Regions from separate parts of the Mus musculus genome. Here region 2 is linked to region 1. The links are chromatin contacts, called in public Hi-C maps. All regions are on one chromosome and are shown on one strand. Each heading gives the region's core, a stretch centred on a gene start, on an enhancer-like site or on the middle of the called end of the contact. The rest is flanking DNA. Distances are from core to core; before and after follow the strand shown.

Evidence for each region. A called contact is a pair of places that touch in the nucleus more often than the background predicts.
Region 2: a contact with region 1 is called in a Hi-C map of Sertoli cells, with 6 times the contacts expected there. The contact joins two enhancer-like sites. A contact is called at or near these places in 1 of 39 promoter capture datasets (liver) and 2 of 484 Hi-C or Micro-C datasets (Sertoli cells and embryonic stem cells).

Annotation. Positions count from the first base shown.
Region 1 is chr3:148,676,878-148,682,451 of GRCm38.p6, forward strand. No RefSeq gene overlaps it. Among named protein-coding and RNA genes, the nearest start is that of Adgrl2, 270 kb to the right of the region's middle. Within about 2 kb of position 3,539, at least 16 of the 459 cell types and tissues checked have an H3K27ac peak or open chromatin away from gene starts, as enhancers often do. A contact at or near this core is called in Sertoli cells and liver, where this site is marked.
Region 2 is chr3:149,231,023-149,236,480 of GRCm38.p6, forward strand. The region is part of intron 2 of Gm30382 (a long non-coding RNA gene); the gene reads right to left. Among named protein-coding and RNA genes, the nearest start is that of Gm1653, 41 kb to the right of the region's middle. Within about 2 kb of position 2,274, at least 40 of the 459 cell types and tissues checked have an H3K27ac peak or open chromatin away from gene starts, as enhancers often do. A contact at or near this core is called in Sertoli cells and liver, where this site is marked.

The sequences.
Region 1 (5,574 bases), core at 2,289-4,788:
TGTCTGTGCACTACTTAATGCCTGGTGCTCACAGAAGCCAAAGAAAGCAGCAAATACAGATGCAGGGCGCAATGTGGGTGCTGGGAATTTAGCCTAGGTTCTCTGCAAGAGCAGTCAGTGCTCTTAACCACAGAGCCATCTTTCTAGTTCCTTGCTCTTTACATTTTAGTTTCTAGCAATGTACCATAAGAAACCCAGCTGTCGTATATCTGAATTTTGGTGTCAGGTCGGAATAAAAAAAGAAAATCCCCTACTTGCCCAACAAACTTTCCCAGCTCTCTAGAATATAGTCCAAAATTCTATACACAGTTTCTTCCTGTACATACCTACAACAAGGGTAAATTTTCAAATTAGTCACTAGAAGAGATTAACTATAATAACTAATAATAAAACACAATAATCACAACAATACATTATAATGAAAGCTAGCTAGAACTTATGAACTATTCATTCCTGGAATTTTTCCTTGTAGTATTTTCAGATCTGCATTGACCATGGGCAGCTGACACCGTTAAGAATAAAATCATAGCAACAGTGAACTTTCATGTCTGTCAGAACGTGTCCTCCCTGTGGTCCAGACCCTCCTGTATGACATGAAAGAAGAAAGAGCAAATCTTTATACTTAGCCTCATGATCTGGTTTGCTTTATTGTTGATGTAATAAATACCATGACAGAAAACAATGTGGAGGGGGTGGGGGAAAGGTTTAATTCCGCTTACAGGTGCATCATCCAAGAAACAAGGCCAGGTACTCAGGCAAGAACCATAGAAGGATCAGGTTTACTGGCTTCTGCCACACACATCCCCTGGCTTGCTCAAATAGCTTTCTTATATAGCCCAGGTTCATATGCATATGCATAGTACTGCCCACAGTGGGCTAGGCCCTCCAATACCAATTAAAAATTAGGAAAAAATGTCTGACAGGCCAATCTCAAGGAAGCGGCGCTTCAGCTAAGGATGCCTTTTCCCTGGAGTCTCTAAGTTTGTCTCAAGTTGGCAGCTGGTGCTAACTATGATAATGAAGATCTTCATTTTACATTATAGACTTCAACAGGTTTCAAAAATGTCTCCACTTATGTTTACAGCAAAGCTCCCAAAACCAAGCCCAGTGCCCCTGAAATCAGCCTTTCTCTTCCCCTGTACTGGCTCTGACCCCCTCATGCTCACAGTGCCACTACCAGTTTCTGAGGCAGGCTCAGGGAATTCTCCGCAGGCTCTGCTTCTGTCTCCTTCTCCTTCAACCAGCAACATTCCTTCAGCCACCTTTAAGACCTCCCCAGATGGCCTCTCCAAGGCTGTGGCGACCCCAGTCTCTTCGGCAGCCTGAGTGACCACCAGTCTTAAAAACACTGTAAGCTCATGGTGGTCCCTTCAGGCACACAAAGTTGCGGTCCAGTTAGATTAGAGAGGCCAACAAGAGCTTTTAAAATTCAAGCCTAATGGTGCCATTGCCCTGCTTAAAAGCCATGATGACTCCCCGAAGCTTTGGGGACACAGTTCAAACTCATCAGTTTAGTTAGAGACCCTGCGCCCGAGCCAGCTCACTGCCCTTAACAGCTCCCTTTGTACCCATTCAAGGAGCTTCCAGGGCCTAATAAACATCTACTGTGCAAACCCTCCCAGCCAGGAACTAGACATGGCTGCTTGTTGGGACAGCAGATCTGTCTGGTTCACTATCTTGCTCTCTACAGAAGAAAGCCGTCTAAGCAGACTGCTTTTGCTGCCCAGGGTAGCTCACAGTAGGGGGTCCTCTCATCCTACTCTAGTCCAAGGTTCTCCTAATGCTTCAGTGTACCCTCAGCAACTGGGCTTCTCCAAGCCTGAGAGAAGCATGGAATTTTCTCGGGTTTTGTGGTGCTGGGATTTAACCCTAGGGTCTTACAGATGTTTACACAGTGCTCTGCCACTAGAGCGTCACCTCAAGAAACTAAAGTGATTATTATGTTCCCTTCATGGGGAATACTCACTGCTCCACAAGCAGTTCAGCCATTCCCTACCCATGTCATTATCCCCTTAGACCTGATATACCTGCTCTCCCCAACTGGCCCAAAGTCCATTGTCCAACAGAAGCCAAAATTAGCTTACTCAGCCCACTGCTCCGAGTTTCAGCTCTTAAAAAGATTTTAGTGACTCCCTTTCTTAGGTAAGTAAGGTGTGACTGCTGTGAAGACACCATGACCAAGGCTCGTCTGGGCTGGCTTACAGGTTTAGAAGTTCAGTCCATTATCATTAAGGCGGGAGCATGGCAGCATCCAGGCAGGCATAGTGCAGGAAGAGCTGAGTCCAACATCTTCATCTGAAGGCTGCTAGAAGAATACTCACTTCCAGGCAGCTAGGATGAGGGTCCCAACCCACAGTGACACACCTACTCCAACAAGGCCACACCTCCAAATAGTGCCACTCCCTGGGTCAAGCCTATACAAACCACTCCCTGCTCTTGGCTGTAATTTGAAACCTTTCTCCTGTCTTCTTGGTCTTCCTTATAAACTTAACCCCGTGTCTATTGTTTGAAAGTTCTTTTCTTTTCCCTTCTGTCCTGACAGAGTCAGATCTCCCAAGGTCAGAAACGTGTTCTCATCTTTGTGCCCCTGTGCCTAGGAGAGTGTTTAGCATAGCATGATTGCCTATTGAGTGGCTTTTCCATGAACCAACGAACAAATTAATTTCATAGTCCTGAAACAAACTGCATAAATTCTATTTTGAAACACTTTAGATGCCGTAGAAATAGCATTTGACAATAATACATGAGCTTAGCTCCAAATATGTGTTAATATTAGTAGTCTTAAACTAGACATAGCCCAAAATATCTCTAAGAACCACATGGTATCCTTCCCCTTTTAACTTACACTTATAATGTATTGACTCCTTAAAAATTGAAATCAATGCCCAGCTATCTCCGTCTCTAAAAGGCCGGGATGATGAGGCCGGGAGTCTCAGCAGAGGTTGCCCGCCAGCAGAAGGATGCTGTATATTTGATGTGGATAGATTCCCATCAGGGAATAAAATAAGATGCTCTCATGCTCCCTCGCTGTGCATCCATGAGGCTCTTAGGAAGGAATATTCGCATTGCAACTTTCGGAGTAAGTTAGCTCCCGTAGTGTTTTTAATTGTGCCATTTATACCTGACACCATTATCTCTATGACTGAACACTCTATTGCTGAACATAGATAGTTATTGGATATATTATTAAAACTGGGAGAGATGAATGTATGGAATACGAGCGCTAATATTATTTTCCTGATTTAGCACTTTGTAATTCTAAGCCTCAACATGCACACACACACACACACACACACACACACACACACACACACACACACACACAGTAGCTATATTTAAATCATTCACAATGAGTCATGTTTGTAATAGCCAGTATTTACTAAGTATTGACTGTGTGTTCTAGGAACTTGACGTACATTTCAGTATTTAGACTTTGTAACATTACTGAGAAAAAAAAATTGTTATGCCACCACCCACTTTTTTTTCAGATGAATAAACAGGCACAAAACGATAATACCCCAAGGTCACATAGCTAGCAAATGACAGCCTTCCAGAAAGCCTACTCACTCTAGTAACACAGGGCTCTGCTATTCATCTCTCTGTAGTCTTGTATCCATATATATCTTAATATAAAACAAAGATTTGCATGGCTCTACCTATAAAAGTCTTAAAAAATACAAAACAGAAAAATTCTGTTCTCATAAATAGAAGAAACTGCATGCATTAGGGAATTCAGTAACACTCAGATACTCATATATTTCACAAAAGCTATGTATTTATCTCGTATCTCTCCCAGCTGATAGGGTTAAATTTTAAACTGACAACAATGGCAGAACAGTGACAAGTGAAGGTAGAGGGTTTTGTGAATATATACCTACAAAATAGAAGCTATCAATAGGATTCTAGGCGCAGATGAGGCGCCATGATAAACACTTTGTGTGCAGTGGTCCATTTAACCCTCATTTATGTGCACTTGAAATGATGTCTCCTTTCTGCTGCTATTTAGAGCCGGGATTTTCCCAAGGTCGCATGGCAGTGCTCCAAACACAAACGGGTGGTTGCAATCTCAAGGTTAAGTTAAAGTCCTTTAAAGGAGTATTCCGACTGCTGAGAGACCACGGGCGGGTGCCAAGTGGCCACAGGGCACTCTAGTTGGTGAACTTCACTTCCTGATTAGTCTTAGGTTCTATGTGTATGAATCTAAGGCAACCACACTTCCAATTGTCTGGATAGAAACATGAGAAGGAAACAAAGCCACAAAATCCGGTGTTGTTCTGAAAATGAGGCTCTGTTGCCATTTTAATTTACTTTTCAATTGTTAATGACGTCACTCGGCCCCAGCTTTGATAAGAAAGCTTAAAGTAACTTCCCAGAGAAACTGGCAGGGCATCCCCTTACTGTATCTGTGTACACCACCCCACATGATCCCAAGGATCAAAAGAGTCTATCAGAATCCTAGGACCACAAACAAAACCAGTGGAATCACTGCTAGCCAACTGTATAATTTGAACCAGACATGAGGGTATACACCTTTGATCCCAGAACTTGGGAGGCAGGGTTTGTCAGATATCTGTGAGTCCAAGGCCACCCTGGTCTCCAGAATGAGTCCAAGGCCAGACTTGTCTCAATAAAGTAAGATAAAATGAATAAAATAAAATGAAACAAAGCAACAACAAATTATAAAAGATACCTCTTACAAATAAACTAGAAATGTTCCCTCTATTGCTATAGCAAAATCAGAATCATACTGAGTGAATTGTAATGAAGAGTCATATAAATTTATACTTAACAAAAAGCAGGATTAGAAAGAATAGAAACTGTCCTCTAGCCCAGACCACACAGCAAGAAGTACACTCTGACTATTTATTGAAGAAATGAATGAGGCTGACAATTCCACCTCAGGCTGCCTTCCACTAAATGGCAACATTACTATGAACTATACTATAATTAGTATAAAGAAATAGCTAGTTAAAAGCTGCAAATATTAGCTTTTGAAAAATGTCAACTTCTGGGTGGGGACACTCAGTGGTTAGGAGCCCTGGCTGCTCTTCTAGAGGACCCTAGCTCAGTCCCCACCACCCACATCGCAGCTCACAATAATCCATAGCTAATTTCTGAAGATTTGCCCATCTCTTCTGAGATCTACAAATACCAGACACAAATCTGGTGCACATTGGTATAAGCAGGCAAAACCAGCAAATAAATAAACAAATAAACAGATAAATAAAAACAAGGATAAATAAATCTAATAATAAAATCTTAAAACTAACAATTGACCACCCTAAAATAACCTGCAACCATATTGGGCAGCTGATTAGCATTTTTCTGGCTAAATTGTGGACCCATTTGCAGGTGGTTAGGGTACCTTTTACTAAGCTCAGAGTTCAAATCCTACAGTGTTTTTTTTTTTTTTTTTTCAGCCTTGGAGCACCAAGAGAATTGAAAGAACTGACCGCATTTCAAAAATGAAGTCCGACCCTAACTATTCAGGTTAGTGTCATTACTTGTTTCTGCTCAGATTGACTTCCAATCATTCCACATTAAGAAAAGCATGTTTTCTGGCTTGTAAAATCT
Region 2 (5,458 bases), core at 1,024-3,523, 550 kb after region 1:
TAGCTGTGGGGTTGGCTCGCCCCTTTCCATCAGCACATGGGCGGTACCACGTTCCTGTCTCTGAAATGTGTTTTGATTCATTCCTAATATTCCTTTTCAATAGCATAAGCACTCCCCTTAAGTCTGGGTTAATATGCAACCTGTAAGTTCTTCCTTCTTTCAATAAGCCCAACTGTGCCCAGGTATGTGCTAGAACGCTAGCGACCCATCCTGCTAAACCATGGTTCGTTCCTTCTCCACTTCATCCTACCATCAGACATTTTACTCTCCACACTCTACTTGGTCCTAAGAGGTATTCATCTCTCAGTGGGCCCTCTGGCCCTGAAGGCAATGAAGCACACAGGAATGAACAGAAAATCCTAGGGATGTTTCTAGGGAAAGGAACAACTTGAATTGTTCTTAAAGAAGATGCCTGACTGGAAGGGAGGGGAGGAACTTGCATCCGCAGTCCTGCTATCACCATGGAAATATAGCTAGTGGTCAGGGCACAGTGTGCACTAAGGGAAGGTCTTTGTGTCTAGTACTGTGGCCAGCACCGGGCTTGCATCTGCATCTGCATCCTCTTCCCTTCATCATGGCTTCCTGGACAAGCTCTTTGTCACTGTCTGCTCTGAAGCAAAAATTCATGATACCACACGCTTGTTGCAGATAGTCCTTAGTTTTGCAATCTCAAAAAGCTGTGCTTACACATTAGGTCTATTTCAGCCTTCCACAGATGTTTGCTGAATGTTTGATTGCTTACTATGCACAAGGCCACAGGTTAGGTACCAGGTGGTCAATACAAACAAGGATAGACTCTGAAGCATCTCAGCTATGCCTTCCAGGTCCTAGAGCATTCATAGTAACAGTCACTTTAGTCCTACTCCATGTTGGTGCTCCCCCAACCCTCTCACTCTATTTGGAGCATTGCAAACGTTATGGGGAGCCAATAGAAATTTATTTCTTAGCCAACATAAATGTATCTGTAATCTTTAAGGTCATGTTGCGTGGACTTTCTGTGGATCTACTCAGTTACTGGCTCTGTCATCCAGGCAACTATTTTCCACTATAAGATGCAGGGTTTGTGTGTTTATCTCATGAGGTTGTAAAAGGGTTAAATAAGATACTCTGCTTAATGGGTCCAATACTGCTATGTGCTTTTGATATACCACAACTTAGTGGTTTTAAGGTGAATTAAAAAAAAAAAAGAAAAGAAAGGAAGAGGAAAGGAAGGAAAGAAGGAAGGAAGGAAGGAAGGAAGGAAGGAAGGAAGGAAGGAAGGAAGGAAAGGAAGGAAGAAGGAATGGAGGAAGGAAAGAAAAAAGACAGACAGACAGACAGACAGACAGACAGACAGAAAGAAAGAAAAGAGAGGAAGGAAGAAAGGAAAAGAAAGAGAGAGGAAGAGAAAGAAAGAAGGAAAGAAAGAAAGGAAGGAAGGAAGAAGGAAAGAGGTCACACTCAGTGTGAGAGGGTGGGGAGCTCAGAGGACAATTTGCAGACCTAGGTTCCACCAACTGGGTCCTGAGAGCAACTTAGGTTGCCAGGCTCGGTGACAAGTATCTTGATAGCCACTACCATTCGTCTCAGCCAGCGCGCTGAGTGATTTGAAGCCGCTGACTGAGTTCCTCCTAACACAGTGCTCACCATTAGCAGTGATTTTATTTAATTAATTAATTTCAGCTTTTCGGTGGTTGGGAAAGCATACTATAGAATGATTCTCCTTTAACCTCCAGTTCAGTATCCAAAGACCAGCATGAGGCAGTCTGTACTCAAACTGGCCTTTATACTTACTTGCTTTTCCTCAACTGGAAGCTGGTGGAAATGTTCGGACCACGTCAGAGATGGGCTGTGCTAACTGTGACCTTCAGGAGACTGTTTGTTGTGCCTTGTCTTAAGATCTAGTGCATCCTAGACTAAAAAGAAGCATTTGAGAAATACCTAATTGAATCCAAGTCCACTGGACACCATTGGCAACACCCAAACGACAACACTTCTCAGAAAAACACAAGAGCCTTCTGAAGTGGGTTGTATCCTTTCTTCCTGCTACAGCTCATTATTGGCCCTAGTTTTAGTCTCTCCTCTGGGCCCTTCACCTCCGTCTTTTATACTAGAACACTTGGAGTTCTTGGTCAGCCTTTCTTCCAGATCTGCTCCAGCTGGCTTTCCTACCTTCACCTCAGCACTAACACAGCCCAGAGCTCACCGCCTCTATCCCCTTCCCACACTTCCTCACCACACTCAAGCTGTTCGTGCATCTGTCCTTGAATCCTTTCCTCCCACCAGCTCCAGGTTAACTCCCCCAAACAGCATTTCCTCCAAGCCTCTCTCTCAGCCTCTGCTTGTTCACTTACCTAAGAAAGCCCACAGCCCTCAGTCCAGTTTTTAAGGCTCTACATAAATCTCTTCCCACCTTTCCTAGAAACATTTAGATTTAATGCTTGGCTCTGTGCGCTCTCAGCTCTAGTCTGGAAAACTCACTCACAGTCCTCTTCTAGCCCATTTCTTAGGTTCTCTCCAGAGTTTGGCTTCTGCTGTGTTCCCATTGTCAGTACATCGTTCTATTTTTTCCATCGGTACAAATCCTGCCCGTCCTTCCAGATAGAGTTAGAAGCCCATTTTATTCACGGGATTTTCCTTCTGTATCAGCCAACAATGACAGACTTGTTCACTTAAATCCTGTCACAGATGTTTATTGAGTGCTTACTATAGACCAGGCAATATGGTAGGTGTTAGATTACCAGGAAGAATGGGGGTCAACTCTATTCTGAAGACTCTCAGCTCCCCACTTCCTAACTGCTGTAGTATTTACAAGATGACTCATTTTGGCTCTAGTTACATATTTCTGATTGCACCACCCCCCCCCCCCCGCCCCGTCTTCTTAATCTTTTCAGATGGCTCTAAAAATATCTTCCAGTGAGTGATTTATACATAATGGAAGTTTGTTTCTCATCGTGCAGGAGGCGGAGAAGCCCAAGGTCAAGGTGCCTGCAGATTCAATGTTTGGCAAGAGTTCCTTTTCTGTTTCCCAGAAGGCGTCTCCCTGCTTTGTTCATACAGAACACACACCTCCCTTCCCTTCTCAAAGGCACCAGGCCTTTTCACGCGGACCCGCATCCCAATTGATCTAGTCATTCCCCGAAAGTCTTACCTCTTAATATTGCCACACAGCAGGAGTTTCAACATATGGATTTTGAAAGGACAAACATTTGAACAAACATTTTCCGTGAAATGGGGTCATGGTAATGCCCAGTTCTTAGGAAATCAAGAAGTGTTATCTGAAGAAACTTGTAAGCTATGCCACCCCTGCTAGGTGCCAGGGATCAATTAGGAAACTTCTTTCTCCATAAGCTGGCATGTTAACAGTTGACTGAACTAATTTAAGACCACTAAAATCTACACTATTTGTTGCATGGGGGTCTACTATTTATAAAGCTAAAATCAGTACCTTTCTCTATACAATTTTTTTCTACCTTCACTGCTTTGGACTCATGGGTAAACACTTGGAGGATAATTAATGATCATCCACTATTAATGGAATAGGCTGTGATCTTCCTGGGCTGGTACAGGTACCACAGATACATCTTGAAGTCAAGTACGTGGTCATGTGCACGGGAAATCCTGTGGGGCTGCCTCCGAGCTGTTTAAGATTGGGGACTTGTGAGCATCTGCAGGAAGAGGTTGTCAATATATTTGAATGACAACACAGATTGGGAGCACTCTGAGATAAGGAGGCTGTAGGTAACCATAGGGTTGGGTGTAAAACATTCAGTACACAGTGTTATTTGTTCTCTTTGGGCCTCTAAGGGAAGAGCCAGACTCCTATCTCTGGGTAACCGTAATCATATCCAACAGACTAAATCCCCAATTTGAACTTTTTAAATGAAAATATTTCAGTTATTTTTTTTAGATTTATTAATTTATTTTATGTATATGAGTACACTATAGCTGTCTTCAGACACACCAGAAGAGAGCATTGGCTCCCATTACAGATGGTTGTGAGCCACCATGTGGTTGCTGAGAATTGAACTCAGGCCCTCTGGAAGAGCAGTCAGTGCTCTTAACTGCTGAGTCATCTCTCCAGCCCCAAACCTACCATTTTTATATGGATTTCATATTTGGCTTTGGACCATCACAATGAAGTCTGATTGAAAGTTTTTGACATTTGACTTCAATTCCATTAAAGTCTACCCATCAACTTGTTAGAGATGTTGAAACCAGAGATGCCTCAAATGGTCACCAACAATACTTCCAAAAGTACATTAGGTAAAGCTGAGGAGTCAGGGAGATGAGTCAGTTGGTAAGGCTCTGGCTACATGAACATGAGGAGCTGACGTACATAAAAATCCAGCTGTGGTGTCAGGATCCAGAAATCCCTGCATTGGAGAGACAGAGACAGGTGGATGTCTGGGGAGTTTTGGCCAGTATTTCTAGTCAATCCATGAGCTCCAAGGACTCTCCAAGTGAGAGACCCATTCTCAGAAAAAATTAAGGTGGAAAAATGATTGAGGAAGATGACTGACATTAAACACTGGCCTCTACATGTACATCGACCTACTTACACGCATAACTATACCACACACACATATACATTCATCTATCTACACACACACAACTATATAACCACACACACATGTGCACTCCTCTACTTAACACACACAACTATATAACCACACACACTCATATACACCAGTTCTCTCAGGCCCACACGCAAACAGACAGAGAGAGGTGGGGGAGATAGGGAGATGGAGAGGAAGAAGGAGAGGGAGATGGGGTGGGGGAGGAGAGAAAGAGAGGGAAAATGCAGTAAATAAATACATTGTAGCAGGATAAGTATGTTTGTATTAGCTTAGCCCTTGGGCAAACTTATGCTAGAATTTTAAACAACAAACAGACAAAAAAAAATCGGATTTAATTTTCTTGTTCCCAAATATGGAAAGTTTATACATTTGAAATAAACTTTCCTTTGGGTATCACTGACATAGGTAATAGCAAGGTAGAGATATTTACATAAGTAGAAAGTATGTTTAAAGCAGAAAAAAATGTAAGCACTGTTTTTCAAACAGTATCGCCCCTCTGAAACAGAGAAAAACCTCAATAGAAGGAACTCCTAATTGGGCCTTATAAAAATTTAAACAGAAAGTCATGTTAAACATTAACTATCTTTTTTTTTCCCCTTCCACTCAAGGTAAAAAAGTTTTGAAGACCTATAATGACATTGTTTCTTCTTATTGACTTACAAAGGTGCTTTCCTTCCTGGCTACCTGTTTATAAGCAGTTTGTTAATTATCAAGCTGTAACCCTGAGATGAATTTGTCATGGAAATCACCAGTGGAAGCACCGAGGAAGGAAACGGTGTGCAGACCACTGCAAGGGAGCAGCGTAGCCAACGTGAGCTTTGCAGTCATTATCAGTATCATTTCTGGACCATCCTGGCTAGACGGCAACTCCCACAGGTCCAGACGGTATTCCTCACATC